2 separate regions of the Sus scrofa genome follow, and region 1 is linked to region 2. A link is a contact called in public HiChIP or PLAC-seq data. All regions are on one chromosome and are shown on one strand. Each heading gives the region's core, a stretch centred on a gene start, on an enhancer-like site or on the middle of the called end of the contact. The rest is flanking DNA. Distances are from core to core; before and after follow the strand shown.

The links. HiChIP or PLAC-seq counts read pairs in DNA pulled down with a chosen protein or histone mark.
Region 1: a contact with region 2 is called in an H3K27ac HiChIP or PLAC-seq map of alveolar macrophages. The contact joins two enhancer-like sites. A contact is called at or near these places in 7 of 47 Hi-C or Micro-C datasets (fetal heart ventricle, heart right ventricle, liver and 1 more) and 2 of 2 datasets of contacts at active chromatin or transcription factors (alveolar macrophages and skeletal muscle).

The regions. Positions count from the first base shown.
Region 1 is chr6:151,178,697-151,184,876 of Sscrofa11.1, forward strand. The region is part of intron 2 of NFIA (nuclear factor 1 A-type); the gene reads right to left. Among named protein-coding and RNA genes, the nearest start is that of NFIA, 48 kb to the right of the region's middle. Within about 2 kb of position 2,370, at least 14 of the 83 cell types and tissues checked have an H3K27ac peak or open chromatin away from gene starts, as enhancers often do. A contact at or near this core is called in alveolar macrophages, liver and skeletal muscle, where this site is marked.
Region 2 is chr6:150,962,252-150,968,215 of Sscrofa11.1, forward strand. All of the region lies in intron 4 of NFIA (nuclear factor 1 A-type), which reads right to left. Among named protein-coding and RNA genes, the nearest start is that of NFIA, 260 kb to the right of the region's middle. Within about 2 kb of position 1,455, at least 48 of the 83 cell types and tissues checked have an H3K27ac peak or open chromatin away from gene starts, as enhancers often do. A contact at or near this core is called in alveolar macrophages, liver and skeletal muscle, where this site is marked.

The sequences.
Region 1 (6,180 bases), core at 1,120-3,619, 220 kb after region 2:
ACACAACAACAGCGGAAGCTACTGTCCTCTTAGGAGGGGGAGAAAAAAAAATGCCAGCTCAAATGTCACATGTGAATAAATTATTGGCCGCGCATAAACAACAACAAAAAAGGAGGGGTTCTGGTTTTCTTCCTAACCCGTGAGTTTACACAAGACCTCTTTAAAAAGAGGGAATCTTTCTTTTGTCAAGAAATCATCATCTGCTGCTTGAAGAATTTAAAAATAAAATGAAACATTAAAAAAAAAAAAAGGAAGAAAATTCCCGGGCTCCGCGCCTCCTAAGGCAGCAGAGATTCACTCCTCTGGTGGTGAGAAGCAGAGATGGTGGGCGCGATCCAGAGTCACAGCTGCTTGGGAAGCCGCCGGGCGCTCCTGTCATTTCAGAAGCCTTGCTGTGCACACACATCTGAGCGGGGCCACCTGGATTCCCTCCTCCCGTGGAGGGAGGCCAGGTTACAGTCGCTCCATCCATGCCACTCTCTGGAAGGAGGAAGGTCTCTGCACAGAGTGTGTGCCACCCTCCATGCAGCCTGCTCTTTCAAACAGGGCGATAATTAAAAAGGGGGGGGGGGCAAAAAAACAAACAAAAAAAAAACCCCGGCTGCCTCCTCCCATCCAGCCCCAATTTTATAACCAAAAGAAATCATTGTTTCTTTCATTATTACTTTCTTTCAACCATGACAATAAACACTCTTTGGCAAGTACCTCATCAGAGGAAAGCTATTCAAAGAATTTCACATTGATAACACCACCCGTGTGGTGCTGGAAAGAACTTTGTTGATAATTCGTCCTGAACCTCTCACGATCCAGATACCTGGAATGTCTGCTCCTTGGCCAACGGAAGTAGAAAACCTTTAGGAAGGATTCGTAATTCAAATCTTCCTGTCCGTTCTGGACAGAATGAATTTTCCTTCCTTTGCGACCCGGCATCTCTTATACGCCCCTGATGCCATTGTGCAGTTGTGAGGTCCCGTCTCCACTGCAAGACCTGAAGCCTCTTGAGAGAAGGGCCCAGTCTTTCTCCTCTAGGGGTCCCTGATGCCTCGCATAATGGTCAGCTCAGAAAATTCTCAGTTGCCTCAACCAATGGCTGATGAATTAAGTGGGATCAAAGGACACTGAAGGTCAAGAAGCTAAAAGGACTGGCCAAGGATCACAGGGCTACACCAGGAACTAAATCCCCCAGTGGGGCTCTCTCTTCTCCACCGGGACTCCCCCTGCCAAAAAAAAAGGTGAGAGGAATGGCTTAGGACTTTACCGTCTCTCAAACCCCAACTGTCCTCCTTTCAGCCCAGAAGCAACTCTTCTTCGAATAAGACACTCAGATTCAAGAAAAAGGAATCTGTGTTGCCTAGTATTAAATAATTTGATAAAAAGCTGGTAAAAACAGAAAGGTTTTACACATGCAAATCTGCCCTTGCACCCAATTTCAATTCTCTTATTTTCCTGATCTATATTCCTGCTCTCCAGATGGACCATCAGCTTTATACCAATGCCAGCAACAGCTTGCGTATTGTTTGTTTAAAACAAAGATGATGGATTAAATATCATATGCAATGTGAGGAAAGAGGTTAAGGCTAATATTCCTGTTCTGAAATATATCATAAACCCAGTCCATGAGCTTTTGTCCCCAGTGGATTCGTATAAATAAAAATTTAATTTTATTTTTCAGACTCATAAGAGGAAGCATGCATTCATCTAGAATATGGAGCCTTTCCATCGCTCCAGATTTATTCTTGTTCTAAGGCATCATTACCCTCCAAATTATACAGACTTATGTCATTTCATTGAAACACTCATTCACCCATCACATGCCCAGATCCAACAGTAACACTTTTGTTTTACAATTATGCCAAAATGAGCAAACTTGAAATTCTTTCACCTATATTTGAGTACTCTGCAAAATGTCTTTAATCATCTCAAATAAATTCCAACCAAAAAAAAAAAAAAAAAAGATCTACCATTTCAATGCAAAATATATAAACCAAAGAAATCATAGCAGAGGTCTCTTCGTACCCTCTGCATTATTCTATGAAGCTTCCTACAAAGTAGTCGCCAGTAGGGTGGACTGGGTATCAAAAACAGCCTACTATGCAGGCTTCCCACACAGTAATTTACATATTTACATGTAATTTCCATTAGAACAATAATTTAAGGGAGGGAGGCACTTGTAGAAGCCAGGATGAAAGAACTGTGCAAAATGCAAAGCTAATTCCATCAAGGGATTCTGATGATAGGATATCAGTTAAGTAGATTATCATCAACAAAAGAATACTCATTAGGATCTAGGAGTCCCAAGAGGAATATCTCTAGAAAAAGAAACCCAAGGTGCAATCTCCACTTCCTCCTGGCTACACAGAGGCGGGTACTGAGTAGACACAAGGAGCCCATAGGAAACCGAAACAAAAGCACAGTCTAATCCTAGACACAGCCTAGCCATCAGTTTCTTGACCGAAAGTTTTATTATTCTGCCATTTCTGTCACCCAGTCAGGTTGAAACTTTATTTAAGGCTGGAGTTTGGCCCTCCCCAGTTGCACCATGAAGAGAAAATATTTAGAGAAAGGTGTTTTGCAATTCCCGTGTTTGGAATGAGTGATAAAATCTGCAGTGCTACCGATGCTTTCTAGATGCCAGTTAAATGACATCCATTTTATATGTTAGGCCTGAAGAGCAGGCAGACTGTATGTCTAAGGAGACGCCCAACAGCCCTGTACAAACTCTGGGATACACGCGAGGTAGTCTCAAACTTTAAAATATGACGCTTATGGCAACCTGACTGCTAAGAGCACAATTAATCCAGTCTTCTCTTCCTACACTATAATTCATTCTTTCTCTGTTTTACAATACTAGATTGCCATTTTCTCTTGTATGCCTGCACATGTGAAAATACTAGCAAACTAAAAGACATATACAAGCCTCCAGACCAAAAAAAAAAAAAAGGAAGTGATAACACAGAATGTTCCTATTAGCCATATTAAAAAAAAAAAAAAAATAGGGTCACAAACATATCAAGATAAATAAGTGAACACAATAAATTTAACTTTTAAATATGGAAAAGCCCTATTCACAAGCACAGATATAAATTTTATCTGGGACCTTGAAGCTTAAATTTGGATTAAATGAAACCTCAGGTCCCTTACAGCTATAATGTTCTATGACTCTTTGAGTCTATTTTTATTTGTTCACTTGAATTTCTTCTTGACAGGGAAGGTAGCTTTAGCCTCCCTTTAGAATATCTTTCCACCTACACATCTTCCTACTGCACTAACACAAGTTGAGCTGAATGCACAGTTATGTAACTTTAAGATCAAAAGAAAATGGAAAAGGGAGTCCTACCCCAGCCCCACATGCTATCACTACCAAGACCCAGCCAGGGAACATTGCATTTTACCAATAAACTAAAGACAGCACTAAAATATTTGCCAAAAGATTAGGTCAAAAATTCTTTCTTTGGATTTATGGTGTGTGTGGGGGGGAATCACATCACTGAAAGTTACCTGAATGATGCTATCTACTGCTATAACTGCCTTCACAAGGCTATTTAAGAAGAGCAGAAAGAATCTTTTATTGTACACAGCTACTATGGAGTGTAAATTCTTTGCCTCATAAAGCGAACTCTATTTGTGTTGCATGTATATTCACCATTTCCTGCAAATGGGGTAAAAACTAATTCCAGATGAGTAGAAAAATGTCTTAGTTTTCACAGAAAATTAATTCCAGGGAAAAAAATGCTAAAGAGTTTTTTAAAAATCTATAACTTTGTAGATCAATATCTGGTTTCTTGCTTCTATGTTTTACTCCCCAGATTTTTTTTTTTTTTTTTTTTTTTGGAGGGTCAGTTTGTGACCTTTCCATTCTGAGCATAAGATTGCTAATTTCCATCCAGAATCCAAGAGAGCTTTCGTGTTTCCTTGCCCCAAAGAGAACACTTTTTAAAGATCAATATAATACAGCATATATCACCTGAAAAACAAGGATTCAAAAAGCCCCGGGAAGAACAGAGTTAAAGACGATCATTTAATCAACCTTAACTCACACCAGAATATTTAGCGATTGCGTCATTCCCAGTACACAAGTCACACGCTGTCCTCAGTTCACTGCATTGAGTAACAGACAATGCAACGCTTTAAATTTGATTTCCTAATGTCCTGGAGGTCGATGTGAGACCTTGCCATTTGTTAATACTTTTAAGTTTATTTGAGTTTTTTTTAAAAAACGGAACCTGGCACTATAGCTAAGAGACGTGGTTAACAAAATACAAGTCACTAATTAGACAACCCAAAATGCGAGCATTGCCATGTTAAAGTTTTAAACCTGATTTGAGTGGTTAATTTAAAAAGCATCTTCTACCCTAGAACTTTCTTTGACTGTTCATTTCCAATGTTTTCGTTTTCCTTAAATTTAGAACCGGCTACAGTGTTTAAAAAGTGTGTGCACGAGCCACTTTTCAGCTTAAAATGGACTTAAGTGCAGACTGTTAATAACTTCAAAAACATGACCTGCACGGGGTCTAGCTGGTGTTACCTTGATCACTTTTAAAGATGTCTTCAATAACATCCTTTGAGAAGGGACCAGAAATGACGTTTCCCAAAGGCCTTACTGACTGGCTGATCACTGTTGATGGAGGCTCTGTTACTGAAAACTGTCACTGTCATGGCAGATGTGAAACAAGTGGACATGGGAGTAACACCATGAACGACCAGAGTCTGCCTGGAATGCCCAACCTTGTGTGGCAACAAACGTTGATTTGGATTCTAACAATATTTCCAAACAATCCTTAAATCTGGCAGACAGAAAGAATACTAATCACCTAGATAAATGTGTTTCTTCTACGTTCTGGAGAAGCGCCATAAGAATATATCAAGTTTAGTAAAAAGCTTATGTGAGTGGGGCACTGTCCCACTTGGCATTACTTATTGAATTCCTTATCACTTTATTAGGATGTTGGTACAGCCACTGTGTAGAACTCTACAATTAAGTGAATTCAATCCTGTCACCTCACAGGATTACAAATATTACGAAGCCCAAAGCAAATCTATGGCCAAAGGTATACCACCTGATTTAGCCTAAAGAATCCTGGTTTGATCTATACGAACCAAGAAATTAAAGTAGAGGGGGAAATTCCTTTTCCTTGGCCTTGATGACCCAAACATGCCGTCTCTCCAAAGATCAGGTTCCCTTTGAGATGTGAGTATATCCTACCAACCCAACCATCTCTGGATGTAAACTTTTTCCTTCAAGAGTTTATTTTTAAAACTAGCAAAGTCAACAAGTTCACCAACAAAGGGAGCAGAGGCAAAGTTGTTAACATTCAAAGGCATTAATCACAAAAATCTACTTACCATCTATAAACTCACTATATGAGCACTAATTTTTCACTGAAATTGTATACACTCTCATCATACACCTTTCTTCCTCAAAAATGAGGCAAGCAAACATTAATGAATACACACTTCCACAATAAAGACTGTCAGTAACAATTAATGGCTCAAACCTTCAAACTTAAAGTTTTTTTTTAACTTTCCAGAGTTTTAGTCTGAATAGATGCAAAAATTTAGCAAGAAATATCACAAGAGTTATTTCTGCCAAATTATTTAATGAGCACCCATGAAATCTATGCCAAATAAAAATGAGGAACACAGTGCAATGCCAACTTCTCTGATTAATGCATCCTTAGCTTACATTTCCATACAGTTTCTCTTAATTAAAGACAAACAGAAATTTCCTCTCACTAAACACTTTTAGGTTCAAGTTTACTTTCTAGAGCTATTTCTAAAAGTGCATATTATTTGTTTTGCTGAGTAACCGAATTACTTCATACAATAATGCTATTAATTATGTGTACCTGGTCACAAAGAAAGACCACTTGTCCCAGGAACAGAGGCTAGAGAGTTTACTAGTGGTGTGGACTTTCGGAGTTGGGTAAGTGTCACTAGGGTGAGAAAGATCTACATAAAGGCAAAAACCACCAAATCACATGCAGAGATAGTTAAGATTTCATGGGAAAAGATTACCTAATAAAAAAAGTGTTCTTACATTATTTCTTTCAGCTAGAGATCATAATATATTTACCTGAAAATTAACCTAAATAATTTCCTGATTCTATCACAGGAGGAAAAGACCTACAAAATCCTTCACATTCTGCACCTTTTTAAATAGAGAATCCTGAGATATCTTCC
Region 2 (5,964 bases), core at 205-2,704:
CAGAAATTGACATACTGCAAACCAACTATAAATTAAAAAAATAAAGGATGGGACTTCATGCATTTAGCACTGACTGATGGGTCTGCTAATGTGAAGCTTGTGCTTACTGTGGCTCTAATTTTAGCCGACACGGTGGTCATACCACTGCCAGGACATACGCCAAACACGGTATATATGCACATTTCAATTCGTAGGAAAGGGAGGGACACCTTTTACTTTATGTGATTCTTTCTCTAGTGGGTGAGGAGAGTAGGACAAATAAAAAAGAAAAAAAAAAAAAAAACCCATGTTTGGCCACACATACTGTGAGCTGGGATTCAGAAGGGAGTCATTTGACAAAAATTTCTATCACTGCCAGTTCATTCTATTTGTTGCCAGCTTTGCTGTCCAAATATTCACCCCAAATATGTCAAAGAAAATTAAAAGAAGAAAATTATATAACAAAACATCCTTCTGAACTAATTCAATTTCAGTATTTATTTTGAAAATTTATTGAATTATAGTAGAGGAAACCCACTAAATTAAGCTGGCCAGACTGATATTTTTCTTCCTACGAGTATGGCAATATTTATTATTTTATCTATGAGGGGTTGATTAAAACTAGAAAATAAAAACACTTGCAATGTCATCATATATTTAGAATAAGGTGGCTTAGGCAAAATGAAAAAATATATAGGGCCCGTCAGTATTTTCTATTCCATAAACTAACAGATTTTCTGGAAAAACTGCATTTTAGAGATCGGCATTATGATTTTTAAAAGAGATTCCTACTCTTTTGTCTGCTTCACACCAAAGCCTTACTCTGGAATAGGTGCCATTGACTTCTACAGATAGAAAATGTGTGATGCTCATTTTAAAATTACTAGTAGAGCCTGCTATTGACCATCTAATTATGCCGAGTTCCATTTATAAACATAGCTAACCACTAAGTTTATGGAGACTTTTTGTGCTGCTTTAATAGGATATTGATCGAGAGCATAGTTGGAGTGGACTGCCATTGAATTGTGTAATGGCAAACAAAAGGCAAGGTCACAGCCACTGTTCATGCTAGGGCTGCAGTCTATTTTTTATTATAATCTTTTTGTTTCTTCCTTTAATGCTCAAGCCCAAGTGGTTTCTTTTAGAAAGAAGAGGTTGCATAAGAATACAGCCTTAGTTTAAAAAATAATTTCCAGGCCATGATCAGAGGTGAACCAATGGGCCACTTGTTTAGAAAAGAAAGTTTCAAATCTGCTCTACTTTAGCAAAGACCTAAAATCCTGCACATCTTTAAATGGCATCCCAAAGGACTGGGACATCCAGAATCTCTTATCCTACACCAATTTCCTTTGAGTCCGTCTTTGCAAGAACATTTTGTAATTTTCAAGTTTGGGCTTGTTCTGTCAAAGGGCTTCATTTCCTTATTGTACCTTGGAGCCGAGTTAACTGTTGTAGAAGCTCCATCCAGGCAGGTTAGAATATTGCCAACAGCCCCTGCTAAACTGGTGGCCAGAAAACCCTAGGGTGTGGAAATGTGTCCCCAAAGACACGCAAAGGACCTAGAGCCTTAAAAGAAAACTTTAAAAATGAACTACGATTGAGATCTTGGGATTCCCGTGTGAGAACACAGAGCGCACGTTTCTAAGGCAGAAAACAGCCACTAGGGTGCCACCTCATGCCAGGCTGAGGCATACGCCTGGCTCCATTCACTCCCACTCTCCATTGACAAACAGCTCGGGAATCCTGTAGCCACCCAGCAGCTTAGCTTTGTGGCAGAGCCAGGACAATTCAGCTGCTGGATTTTAATAGATTCTGCAGCACTGCAACAGGAACCCAAAATCAGTCTGGGTAACTGAGAGTGCTTTTCACACCCAAAGACTCTAAGGCTGGCCACAGCGTACTGAGAACCCTGGCTTTTCAAAATTCCAGGGCCATGAAGTCATCCCCAGCCACGAAGTTTACTTAACCCTTGCAGCCGACTTGGGGGTACAAACCACTGCCAGAAAATTAGAACCCGCCAGGCCAGAGTCACAATGGCCTGTGTGTATTTGCGGTTTTCCTCTTTCCCAGTGAAGTATTTAAGGTTTCGGAGTCACTCCACCAACTTCAAGTCAAAGAGTCAGCACTTTAGAAGGAAATGGGCAGAAGTACTGGATTTTTTTCAGAAGGATTTTCTGGGTTTCTCCCAGGAAGGATATTTGACAGCCTCAAAGCACACACTCCGAGGAAAACACTGGTACAAAATAAACAAGCGTGGGGGCTGACAGAGAGCTAGCTAAGCGGCGTCATGTAGCAGCCAGTAGAGTGGGCTCTCTTTGCAGCAACTTCATAGGAAAGAGACCCATCTGAAAATGCTTCTAGAAGGCTTTGTTTGAAAATGCAGCATCATGTAAGAGCCATTTCAACAGATGGTTCCTGTCTCTTTCCCCAGAGTATTATGCTAAAACAACTTTAGCGATTCTGAACTTCATTGTTAGCACTTGTAAACCCCCTCCCCCAGAGCAGAGACGTCTCTCTTTCTCTCTGGCGCGGTGTCTCGTGGTCTGCATTTCGCCCTGCCTCCCCCGGCACAAAGTGATAAATAACCAGAACTATTTTCAGATGGTCCTAGCACATGCGGGAAAAGGTAGGAGGAGAATGAATATGTTTGCTTTTATGCTGTACAGTATTCTCTTTGCTGCTAAGTGAAACAGAACTCTCCTTTCTTGCCTTTCATCGACTCTGGATGATGCAAAAAATTAAAAGGTGGCTAGGCAGGAGGCAAGGGTGAGAGGGGAACAAGTGGTGGGAGCCGGCAGCAGGAGCCCCTGATTTCCCACAGCCCCCGCGCATCCGAGCAGGATCATTTAATGTCAGGCCACCTTGTCGCTTGACCCTCACGTCTCAACGTGTGAGGCTAAGCCGGCAGCTTTCTCTTGAGTTTCTCTGCCACTGCCACCCTTTAGTAACACGATTATAAACAACAAACTTAGCACATAGTTATTTCAGTAAATCCTCATGAGGAAATACCGAAATAGCATCTCCCTCCTCTATTAAAGTTAAAAGGAGGAAAACTAAAAACAGAAACTAACTGGAAACCTGGGGAAAGTCAATATTTACATTCGCAAATTTAAAAACTGAATTGGAAAGATCCAGAAAGAGGGAGGATTTTCAAGCTAAGGCCACCTTTAGTGTGAAATTTCCGGGCCGTGTATGTGGTCAGGTCGGTGTGACTGGGGGGAAGTGGGTGGAACTGGCATAGGTTAAGAGGAAGTTAAGGAGAAATCTGTGACGAAGTGGAAGAAACTCTATGACATTGAGACCCTTAGAAACATCCCGGTAAGAGGCTAAATTAGAGAAAGATCATGGGTTGGGAGGGTGGGAAGATGGCTAGCGGGAAGACAGGTGGTTTTTAAGGAAATGAGACTATTCCGCATGGTACTGCAATCATTAGATCCATTCTTCAAAACCCAGAGATTATACAGCACAAAGAATGACCCCTAACGAAAACTACAGACTTTAGGTAATAATAATGTATCAATATCAGCTCATCCATTGTAATAAACATACCACACTAACAAAACATGTTAGTAATAGGGGAAACTGAGGAGCAGTGGCTATATTGAAATTCTGTACTTTCTGTTAACCTCTAACTATAAACCTAAACTTCCCTTAAAAAAAAAAAAAAAAAGCCTATTCATTAAAAAAAAAATCAAACCTGAAAACAAATTCAGGAAAAACTGTTGTAATTAAGTATTTTGCTTGTTTTGGTTTATCTGAAAATCATTTTACTTTTTTTACTACACAAATTAATAATCAGAAGGTTTATCAACTCTAACAAGAAATGCTAATTTAATAAAAAGGCAGAAACTTTGGACTTAGTTCTATAATGCACTTAGTTATAGGAGAGGTCATGACAAAACCCTCTGCAGTGAGCTAGCTGAGTATTGCAAAGTGAAAAGCGCAAATTTCTCAACTTTGTGCATCACCATGTCCTTTATCTATAAAAAGGGACAATGACAGCAGTCCAGAAGACTGAGCGAGGTCATGTTTACAAGGTGCCTAGCACAATGCCTGGTACTTGGTAAAGCTTGATAAACGCTGGCTACGGTCATTTTTCATATTAATGTTGCATCATGCTCCTACCAGGGCTCACATCACGCACTTAATCAACTGAGAGGCCACTTAGCTTATTTCTATCCCAAGGCTGCAGAAGGCACCCAGCTCACTTATCTGGAAAAAGTGTCCACTACACCTCTGAAATGGATGCTTAGCTCTTCTGCTGTGGGGAAGGGAGCAGCACTGCAAAGGAGGTTAAGGATTTTGACTCCATCATGTGGCCTGAGCTTACGTCTTTCAGAAAGATGTGAGGGTGAGGAAACACGAGCTGGGGGATCCTGCCCTGGGTGGCCAAGGCGATCTTGAGACACAGACCCCAACAACCCTGGATTAAAGATCTGCAGGAGGGAGGGGGCTCTGGATGGCAGTTTGGCCTGAAGCCATGGTTTAGCTGACACAGCCCAGTCCCACTCTTGCCAAACAGTTTCAGTCAGCACGAGGCCATGTGTGAGTGCGTCCTAGAGCGATTACACAGCAGTGTGCAGAATCGAAAAGCATTCAAGAGCCGAAGGACGCTCACGATGCCAGGCATCAGCAACACAGCTCTCTAAACGGGCCAGGAAACAGACCAGGGCCCGCTGCAGATTCAGTATGTGGTCTGGCCCCACCCCCAGGCAATCTTGAAGGCAGGTGGAGAAATCCCTTGGCAACCATGCTATGGTGGACTGAACAGAAGCCTAGTCAAGTTGGGAACTGCTAGGCCTTGGGCTTTAAGACCTTAAAGGGACACAGAGAGAGTGGAGGTGGGGTATGCTTCTGGGGATGTTCTGAGCAGTGTGGGCCGTCGCATACAAACTCCCAGACCTCAGGACACTGATGGTGACAAAGACTAAATGTAGGCATTACAGCAGCCAGGGAAGAATCAAAAAGGTCTTGTGCATCAATCTTCTTTTCACTCTTTAAGGCTATGATCAGATCCCAGGAAGGGCTTTATGAATGAACCTATGTCCCAATAATGCCATTAGGACAGGCAGACTCATCTATACACTCCCAATTACTACTATTATTAAAATTACGGGGAATACATGGGATGACGATCACTTTTAAAATTTTTTTGTCTTTTTAGGGCATATGGAAGTTCTCAGGCTAGGGGTCGAACTGGAGCTGTAGCCACCAGTCTATGCCGTGGGCACAGCAACGCTAGATCCCAGCCTCTTCTGCGACCTACACCACAGCTCACAGCAACGATGGATCCTTTAACCCGCTGAGCGAGGCCAGGGATCGAACCTGCATCTTCATGGATACTAGTTGGGCTTGTTACAGCTGAGCCATGACGGGAACTCCATGACTACTTTTTAAAAAATCTTAAAGGTGAAAAATACACATACAAATGCGTCTGTATTTGTCCATGGCAAAGGGCTGGCTAATCAGCTCTGCTTGGCACAGCACATATCCTCCCAGTTAACCAGGTACTCTCATCTCTAGCTCACTGGTTGGTACTCTGTGTACACGCCATAATATGGCAACAGCATCTTGGTTCCAAGTCATAGCCTGCTGCTCATAATGCCTCATTCTCTAGAGCTGCAACTCCCCTATCCCAGAACTTCTAGCATTAGCCCAGGGTCCCTGACTCTAGAATTCTAACACTCAGAGCTGCCTTCCTGCTGTTTTCCATCTAGTCTTGAGTTGTAGATTTCTTTAAGTTCCCTTGGGCCAGTCTAAGAGTACAGATGAGCATTACACAGACTTAGCTTAAATTCTTCCCTGCTGGTTTGACTTCAGGTAAATGACCTGACCCTCAATTTAGCACATTTGGAAAAATGAGAGCAATTTCTTATCTGGCAAGTTTATTGCAAGGATTAATGTTACATAATATACACAAACACCTAGTACAGTGCCTGGTAGATAGACTCTCTCTCCCTCTACTTCCAGATCTCCTGCCCCAAC